2 separate regions of the Zea mays genome follow, and region 2 is linked to region 1. Evidence: chromatin contacts called from public Hi-C data. All regions are on one chromosome and are shown on one strand. Each heading gives the region's core, a stretch centred on a gene start, on an enhancer-like site or on the middle of the called end of the contact. The rest is flanking DNA. Distances are from core to core; before and after follow the strand shown. Region 1 has its middle 52 kb from the start of LOC111590807. Region 2 holds the start of LOC100273622.

The links. Hi-C and Micro-C count contacts between places; a contact is called where the count stands out from the background.
Region 2: a Hi-C map of leaf shows a contact between it and region 1, with 5 times the contacts expected there. The contact joins the promoter of LOC100273622 here to the enhancer-like site in region 1. A contact is called at or near these places in 2 of 25 Hi-C or Micro-C datasets (ear and leaf).

The regions. Positions count from the first base shown.
Region 1 is chr1:168,173,222-168,177,503 of Zm-B73-REFERENCE-NAM-5.0, forward strand. No RefSeq gene overlaps it. Among protein-coding and RNA genes, the nearest start is that of LOC111590807, 52 kb to the right of the region's middle. Within about 2 kb of position 1,925, at least 16 of the 20 cell types and tissues checked have an H3K27ac peak or open chromatin away from gene starts, as enhancers often do. A contact at or near this core is called in ear and leaf, where this site is marked.
Region 2 is chr1:168,372,594-168,376,875 of Zm-B73-REFERENCE-NAM-5.0, forward strand. It overlaps LOC100273622, which reads left to right and starts at 2,298. Exons shown (of 9, transcript NM_001148038.1): 1 at 2,298-2,570; 2 at 2,676-2,777; 3 at 2,893-2,938; 4 at 3,040-3,118; 5 at 3,844-4,189. The coding sequence starts at 2,499.

The DNA.
Region 1 (4,282 bases), core at 675-3,174:
TATGTGCCGCTAGGCACCGTTATTAACTAATGCCATGAAAATAATTTTCGATCATGGTCATCCACACATGAACCTAAAGGGTACAGTTGCATAGACGAGTGACTCTAGTACGAGCGAGAGATTATTGATTATATATCCAAAAGGAAATAGTGATCCATGAGAATATTAATGGCTCTTTAGGATAAAAGCTCATTAGCAGGGGTGTGTACATACGAAGGGGTTGGTGTGCTAGAATTAGGAGAATCATGAGAATATTAATGCATAAGACGCCGCCGTATTTCATCTCTTCGAATTCGGATCGAATACAGATATTATTGAGTTGTGTCGGATAAGATTTGAATGGATATCGATACCTTAGATATCCAACTTTGAGTATACGGATATAAATCGGATACGGGTTGGATAAATATCCAGACTCGAATACGGATCAGATTTCAACACTCTTAGACAGATCAAATTCGAATACAGACGGATAATATTCGTACCACTTATACTAGGTTTTAGGGTCCCGAAATATATAAAAACCATCACTCGAAAACTCCACCCCAGAGAGATAAAATTAGAATCTACTCCTGATGCACGATGATGTTTATGTCTAGGAAAAAAAACTAGTTCAGGCCAAGTCGCCCTGGTCGTTTGAGATCGAGAGACTGGGCTCGCTCTTGGCTAGTAGGGTGCAACCACTACAGCTTTGCTTTTGTGGGCACACACACACGCTGTAGTTGGCTGGTCCATGCCTGATCTTCACCATCATCCTCCCCTGCTATCTGCTAATTCTTTAAGACCCTGTCTGCCAGTTGCCAACTGCAACTTAAACAAATCATGATCATGACTCTCTTTTTGTTTGAGCATAAACTCATCACCAAGTCTGTATTCCTAGTAGCACATTGTTAGCACAGTACTGCTTGCAGCTGGTGAGCTGTCACAGTCGAACGAGAATCTGGAGTGCGATGCGAGTGGCCCATGGCAACACCCTCACACACACACACACAAAAAAAAAAAAGAGGAATGGGAATGCTTGGACTGCGTGCATCTCACCGGATCTCCCCAAGCTTCCATGGCCCAACCAGAAAGAGGGGAGGGACCAGGGTATCAATCTTCTCTAGGAATGGCAACGTGAAATTTCACATCAGGTTTTAGCTCATCATCTCTGACCACGCAACGAAAAAAATTCTACACGGCGATCCCTACGAACGTTTGCGAGGGAGATTTTTTCCCGTCACCATTCCGCGCGGAGATAAATTCTCGTTGGGATCCTCCATCCTCGCTTAAATTACAATTATAACGTACTTCATATGTTGTTAATATAAAATATTGCTACTTATATACATTGTGAGATCTAAGAAATCAACATATGTACATTAAAATAAACACACGTTTCACATTTGTATAATTAGTGGTCTCTTAATAAGATAATTATTTTTTTATCATTAACTATTACATGAAAACATCGTTACGTGTCAATTTAACGGGTTTCCGCGATGAACGGGGATGGAAACCGTCCCCATTTACCCATCGGAGGAGAATTTGTACCAGTTTATAATTCTCCTCACCTCACCACCAGCGCCGCCCATTACTCTATATGATTAAAAAAACATGCAGGGGTTAAGATAGGATAAGATAAGATATATACTAACCCCTTGCATAACGTGCTCCTACGCAATGTGGAGAAAGAGACAGAGGGGGGGGCATGGTGAACAGCAGGTCTTGGGAGCAATCTCCGGGGGATCTGAAACTAATAAAGATTCCCCTCCCTGCCTTGCCCCCCTCCAAATCTGTCCAGCAAAGCAAGATACGTTCTCGTGTCATGTAATGTGAAGATTCTTTTTTATATATTTATTTATTGCAGCCCAGGTCAAGAGTTCAAGATGTGTGGGTGTGACCCTTGCGGTCCCTGACGGGCCGGGCAATTTGGCCAATCAGCTTTTAACTTGGATCACTGCGTGTCTTGTCCTCCCGCTGGGCTGTGGTCGCCGGCACCGGCTTTGGGTACGCCCGCGGGCAGCGCAGAAGGAGAATTCATCTTTCAGAACTGTAGTAGACAGAATTAGGTATCCACAGCATCAGCTAGGAATCTAAGCCACGGTCGATTCATCATTCTAGATGCTATAAAAAAATGAGAGGAGAGGAGAGGAGACAAACCTGCAGCTTGAATTCTAGTAGTAGTGGCGGCAAAAAATAAAGATAAGATGGGCAAGCAAGCAGGAATCAGCAGGATAGGAGAGGGCATCAGCAGCTTTACGGGGACAGCAAAAGGCAGCCTTTAAATTTTTATTCGCACCACCAATGGCCTGCAAACGGGGGAGATTAGACGCTGTTTTCTTCAACGGGAATGAGCATGTGCGCAGGGGCCCGCCCCGCGCCTTTCTACCAAAAGACGCGGTCCGCGTAAAGGGCGGCAGCATCTCTAGTAGTCGCTGCGGTGGTGGCCCTTGCCGTCCACCACCACCACCACCACCTATCTATGTATCTATCTCTTCACTGATTCCATATATTATTCCGTGCTTCCTCCTCATCCATTCCAACTTCCCCATGAATCAGCTGCTTTGCCGAGTGTCAACACTCGGCAAAGCCTAGAAAACACTTAGTTAAGCCTTTGCCGAGTGTGACACTTGGCAAATAAAGCTCGGTGAACTATACATCGACAATGACTTCTTTGCCGAGTACTTTTTATCGGACACTTTGTCGAGTGTCAGCCAGTACTCGACAAATAAAAGTCGCTGTCACGGCGCTAGGTAACGGCGATGGAGTCTGTGCCGAGTGTCCACTGTACTGACATTCGGCAAAGAAGTTCCCTGTGGGCCTCTTTACCGGGTCTTTCGTCGAGCGTATTAGATGGCACTTGGCAAAGACTCCCTCTTTGCCGAGTGCCAGCCGAACTAGCACTCGACAAAGAAATCACCAGCAGGTCTCTTTGTCAGTTCCTTTGCCGAGAGCATTAGGAGGCTCTCGCCAAAGGTTGCTTCTTTGCCGAGTGCCAAGGCCACAGCACTCGGCAAAAAGGTTGTGCCGGTGTGCCTTCTTTGCTGAGTGTTATGACACTGACACTTGACAAAGAACCTCTTTGTCGAGGGTTACACTCGGCAAAGTGACCAGAATATCCCTTTTTTATTTGTTTTTGCTATTCCTTCCAAACAAACAAAAGATATATCACATAATCATCACATATACATCACAGATATCACATAATCATCACATACATAATAGAGACCACATATTTCACAAAAACTATAGATCTCACAAGTTTTTCACAAACATGTCTATGTTCATACCAAGTTTCACCAACATAAGTATTACCAACTCTCAAACATAAGTTTTTCACAAACATAAGTTCAGGACAAGTTTCTCACAAATCTCAATCACCAATAAGCTAAGAGAAAATCATCATCAAGGTGGGCGGCTGGACTGGTGCGGCGATGGGCTGGGCGATCCATGAGGGTTGTTGGATGTCACTCCAGATTGTCCCAGTACAGAGAAGATATTGCATGTGTTATACCAGATGAATATATTTCATGCAGGACTAGAATTTTGATACTCACAGGAGTATGGAACTGAGCAGGGTCAACTGGAGGGAACAACAGAGGTGGTGGAGCAAGATCATGTGCATCGCCAAGGCTCTGCATGTACTGGAACATCTTCACCATCCTCTGTTGATCTGCCAAGCTGGCCTCCCGCTCCACTATCATCCTCGCCTCCATCTCCTGATGTTCCCTCCTCTCTTCTTCTAACTGGGCATGTAATATTCTAACCCAATGTTATAATAACTCAAAGAGAAGGTATATAACTCAAGGAATGACGAGTTACAGAAGCACTAACCTGGAGTTATGCGATGATGTGAGCTGTCCTGCCCAGGTCGTATGGCTGGGCTCGAGCTCGTGCTCCTTGCTCGCACCTGGGATAGAGTGCGAGTGAACGACGAGTCGATTGCCCCGTCGGCAATCCAGTACCGCCCATGCCTCTTGCCTCCTTCGACACTCATGGGGGTATCTCCGTCAATGTCTTCGATCCTCGGATCGTAATCTGGCCCATGGACCTCCTGTGCCATGGCAGTGTACTCACTTAGGCGACTGTAGACGGTGGGGTTGGTATACGCCTCGGGTCCGTCATCCGGGTTGTAGGTGACGTCGGACGCGCCTTTCCCTTGTGGGCCATAGCATAAGCCGAGAAGATGGAGCAAGTCTGGCCACCATGTGACGCCGACTGCAAGAAAACCAACGAGATATTTAAAAATCATATCTAATCCAGTGTTATATACCTAAATAAAAAAGAGGACGTACCCATG
Region 2 (4,282 bases), core at 1,048-3,547, 200 kb after region 1:
AGGCACTGAAGTGTGACTTATATGCTTCTAAACAGCGGGAATACCCTTCTGCAGCCTAGTATCAGCAAAGGATTTGAGTGAATCTTATTTCGCACAAAACTGTCAATTCAAGGCATAGTCCATTGTTCAGTTGTGAATAAGTGAAACTCTTATTCTAGATGGATGTTCAACTTAACAGTCTCCATCGAAACACTGGTATATCAAAGGATTGTGATTCTGATACTTCATCATTACAAACCCTAGAGTTTGGTGGGGATTGTTGGATCTTTTATGGGCTTGGCCCATTTATTGAATAAACTCTATGGTGTGTAATGGTGGAGAATACCAATAGTACCACATTGGAAGTCCAAGGGTCTTTTGCCTTGACTTATATGGTGGGATTTATTCCACTTAACTTGAGAAGTCAAGAAATGGACAAGGGCGTGCCACACGCGCACGCGCGCCGCCGCCGCCGCCGGCCGGGCCGGGCCAGGCCGGGCCGGGCGTGGCGTGGCGTGGCGAGGCAGGCAGGCAGGCAGACAGGCAGGCAGGCAGGCGAGCGGGCGTGGTGTGGTTGTGTTAATTTTTAGCACTCACTAACCGCGTACGTCAGCCGAGTGACCCTTCTCCTTCAGCTGCCGACTTATGGCGTGACTCGGCGAGAGCTGGCCGACTCATGGCATAACTCGGCTAGAGCTGGCCGACTCTTGGCGTGACTCGGCGACCTTTCTCCTTCAGCTTCCCTCTGCGAGAGGTTAAATAGAGGAGCACCCCTGTCACTCGGTACACGCGAGAAAACACTTTCAGAACACAGTCCAGCAGCCGAGTGAGGGTATTTCCATCTCGTGACTCTGCGCGCACAGAGAAGCGAGAGGGCAGGTGCCTCCGGAGCCCTTGCCGTTCGAGACCTTGCACGAGGGATCGGCAATTAGGTTTTTGGGGAGCGTCTACGCGACTGCCCAAAGTCTTCTTCCTGCTGACATGACAAGTGAAGTTGGACAAGGATCTAGATCCTCGGAGCGCATGGGAGGGTATGATCAATTCATCTCCTTACTGTTTTTCATTCTGCAAATTATATATGTTCATACCTGCTGTTTTATTTATAGCCATAAATTTATCAAATCTGTTTTGTCGCATTATATCATGACGTGTCTGATGCCTGATCATACTTGTAATATGATAGATCTGTCTGTTTTAATTTTACAGTCATGCTGTTTATGTTGCTATCTGTTTATTTTCAGTTGTTCCATAATAATATATGTTCCATGTTTATATGCTTATTATATTTATATAATTCATATGTTTCATGTTCTCTTGATCCATATTGTTATGGATATATTTGAGATAATGATTTTTATGATTAAACATATTTTATATGTCATCATCATAATGTTAATTTATGGAATTAAAATAATACGGAAAATGCCTATATTTCTAACAGCATCATGCCATCATTCCATCATCATACGATGCACATCATTATTCATAAATATAAAGGGAAAAGAAGGGAAATTGTTCCCCATGTGTACAAGTAAAAAGGATTCTGAAGCCGCTCCCAAAGAAACACAAAGTCAGATCCAGAAAATAAAGGCACATTTAAATTTTTTATCATTCTTTTGCATCGTATATGTTTTCCATTATTTTATACCCTTGTAAAGAGTATATAGAGGAGACAGAAGGGCAAAAAAGGGGACATCATTCTTCCTGAGCAGACATGTGTTTTCCAAGGTATTTTCGACTAAATAAGAATTCGGTTGATAGAACATTTTTTTACAAAGCATAAAAGGAAGGAAATATGTATTTGCTCATTCTGCTCAAACGGTACGTATACTTATTTCAAGCTGCATAAAGAAATATCGCGAGATCTTTACTTATACAGAACATGCATTTCACACAATTGTTCGTATATACAACCGACATATTCTTAAAAGTGTTTTTTACAAAGGCTTCTTAATCTTCGTTCAAAACTTTTTCGACAATTTCATTCAGAGCTTCATCAACAACTTCGTCTATTGCCTTGTGTACCACCTTAAGTTCAGTAAGGACATCTTTCAATTCTAGATCATTTTTAGGATCGTATGGTTCTAGTAGTGGGGGAAGGGCCGCTTTAAAAAAAATTTATATCATAAATCATAGTTAACATGAAGCTAGAACTCATAGAACCAAATAATTCTCCAGCTGCAAAGCTTCTTTGACCTTTTTAGTCGCTTGGACCGATGAGCCTGTAAAGCAAAAATAGAATTGTTAAAAATAGCACTACACAAAAATCTAAGTACAAGATTCAACATTCAGAAAAAAAAACCTCATGCTCAGTCACTCCCCGTCTCACAAAACGCCGCCCTTGGATGAGCCAATCTTCCTCTCGCACGGCCCACTCCTTACCCCCGTCTCACAAAACGCCGCCGCCGCCGTCGACAGCCAACTCCCCGCGCCCCCACCGCCTCCGCGCACCGCCCCACACCTGATTGCGCGTCCAGAGGTATTCAGAGCTCTCTGCTGTGGGAGCAACGAGGGCAGGGATGAGGGAGGTGGTGACGGTGCAGGTCGGCGGTTTCGCGAACTTCGTCGGCTCCCACTTTTGGAACTTCCAGGTGATTAGCTGATCGTTTCCCCGGAAGATCCTTCCTTCCCCGGGTCCTTGCACTCACTGTGCCTGAGCTCGATGACGCCTCGGCAATCTACCTTCTGCTCCGCAGGATGAGCTGCTCGGGCTCGCCGACGACCCCGGCGCCGACCCGGTATTCAGGACCGCCGCGCTCGACATGGACGTCCTGTACCGCGCCGGCGAGACACACCAGGTAGAGAGAGGCTGTCACTCGCTTGGGCACCATCTCCCCCCATCCCCTCCCCCAACTATAGTGGTTTGTTTGGTCATTTCCGTGTTCGTTCACTGACACTGCTCGACTTCTTCAGAGCGTCGCCAGCTACTGCCCTCGCTTGGTATCAGTCGGTTCTCGAGGTAATGGATTGATTTTTGCCATGTTCTTCCTTCTTCATTCTGCGTGCTCATTAGTATTTCTCTGTCGCGGTCGTGAAAATAACATGGTGTGCCATCTGCAGGGTCTCTTGGCTCGTTAAGTTCCTCTGGCACTCTAGGTTCGAGCAGTGCAGCTGCAGATGAGCCCAACATCTTCACATGGCAAGTGATGTTCTAACTCCTATCACTTGTACAATTTAATTCTATGTTCCGTTTTCTCCTTACTAAATGCTTCAAGCGTCATCGATTCTTGGCGTCCCACGTTTGTGAACTGAAGATGATTAGGCAGTAGTTCGGTGTAGTTTGGGTTGTTTTGAGCAATGGGGCTAAAGATACACTAGCTGCAGACTAAAGCTTTACATAGACAAAACCAGTTGCTTGTAAAATTGTACTCTGTTCAAAATCTTGAGTTTTCTATTTATATAACTTTTGCAGTGCAGCTAAATATGTACATTATGACTAGATACATAGTAAATACACTATGACTAGATAGATAGTAGATACATAGTACATACTATGTATCTAGAAAAACCAAAACAGTTTATAATTTGGAAGGGGGAGCATAATGCTGTTGCTGCCAGTGCCAGAAGACACAATTTATCAGTCTTAGCCTCTTAGAATTATAATCCTTGAGTTCTCTAAGGATGCATTGCATACACTCATCTAGAAGCTTGAGAATTGCTTCATGGCATCTGCCTATTGTTGGAAAATCGTCCAACTTTTGCCTTACCATTGCCTGTTGTTGAAAGTGTTGCTTTTGTACTATTGATGCTATGAGATGTATGTTAGTATAGTGGTGATTTAATTCTGAGTGATGAGAGAGCACAAATCCGTAACAGTGTGATAGGATCATGGAATCTTGTGATAACTGGTCTCAGTTGTTGCAGGTCTGGAAAGGTAACAAAATCAGTAGCAAAACCTCATGAGCGAAACTTGTTCCTACAAAGTTTATCTGAAGAAGAACAGAACCCAAGCTCTAGCGATGGCCAAAACAATGCTAGTGTTGAAGATAAGGACCTGGTCGCAAATCTGGAGAATGGAGTCAAATTTTGGACTGATTATTCAAAAGTTCAGTATCACCCTCAGAGCTTATATGAGTTGTATGGATCATGGACAGACTTTGACAGGTTTGATAACTATGGAACTGCAAAGGAGGTGGTTTCAGAATGGTCCCAAATGGAGGAAATGAATGAGAGGCTAAGGTTCTTTGTTGAAGAATGTGACCATATCCAGGTCTTGTCTTTTTTACAGCAAACTATCAATAAACACTCTATTCACACAATGGGCTGTGTTCACTTACATATTTAGTGAATTTATAGAATTTTT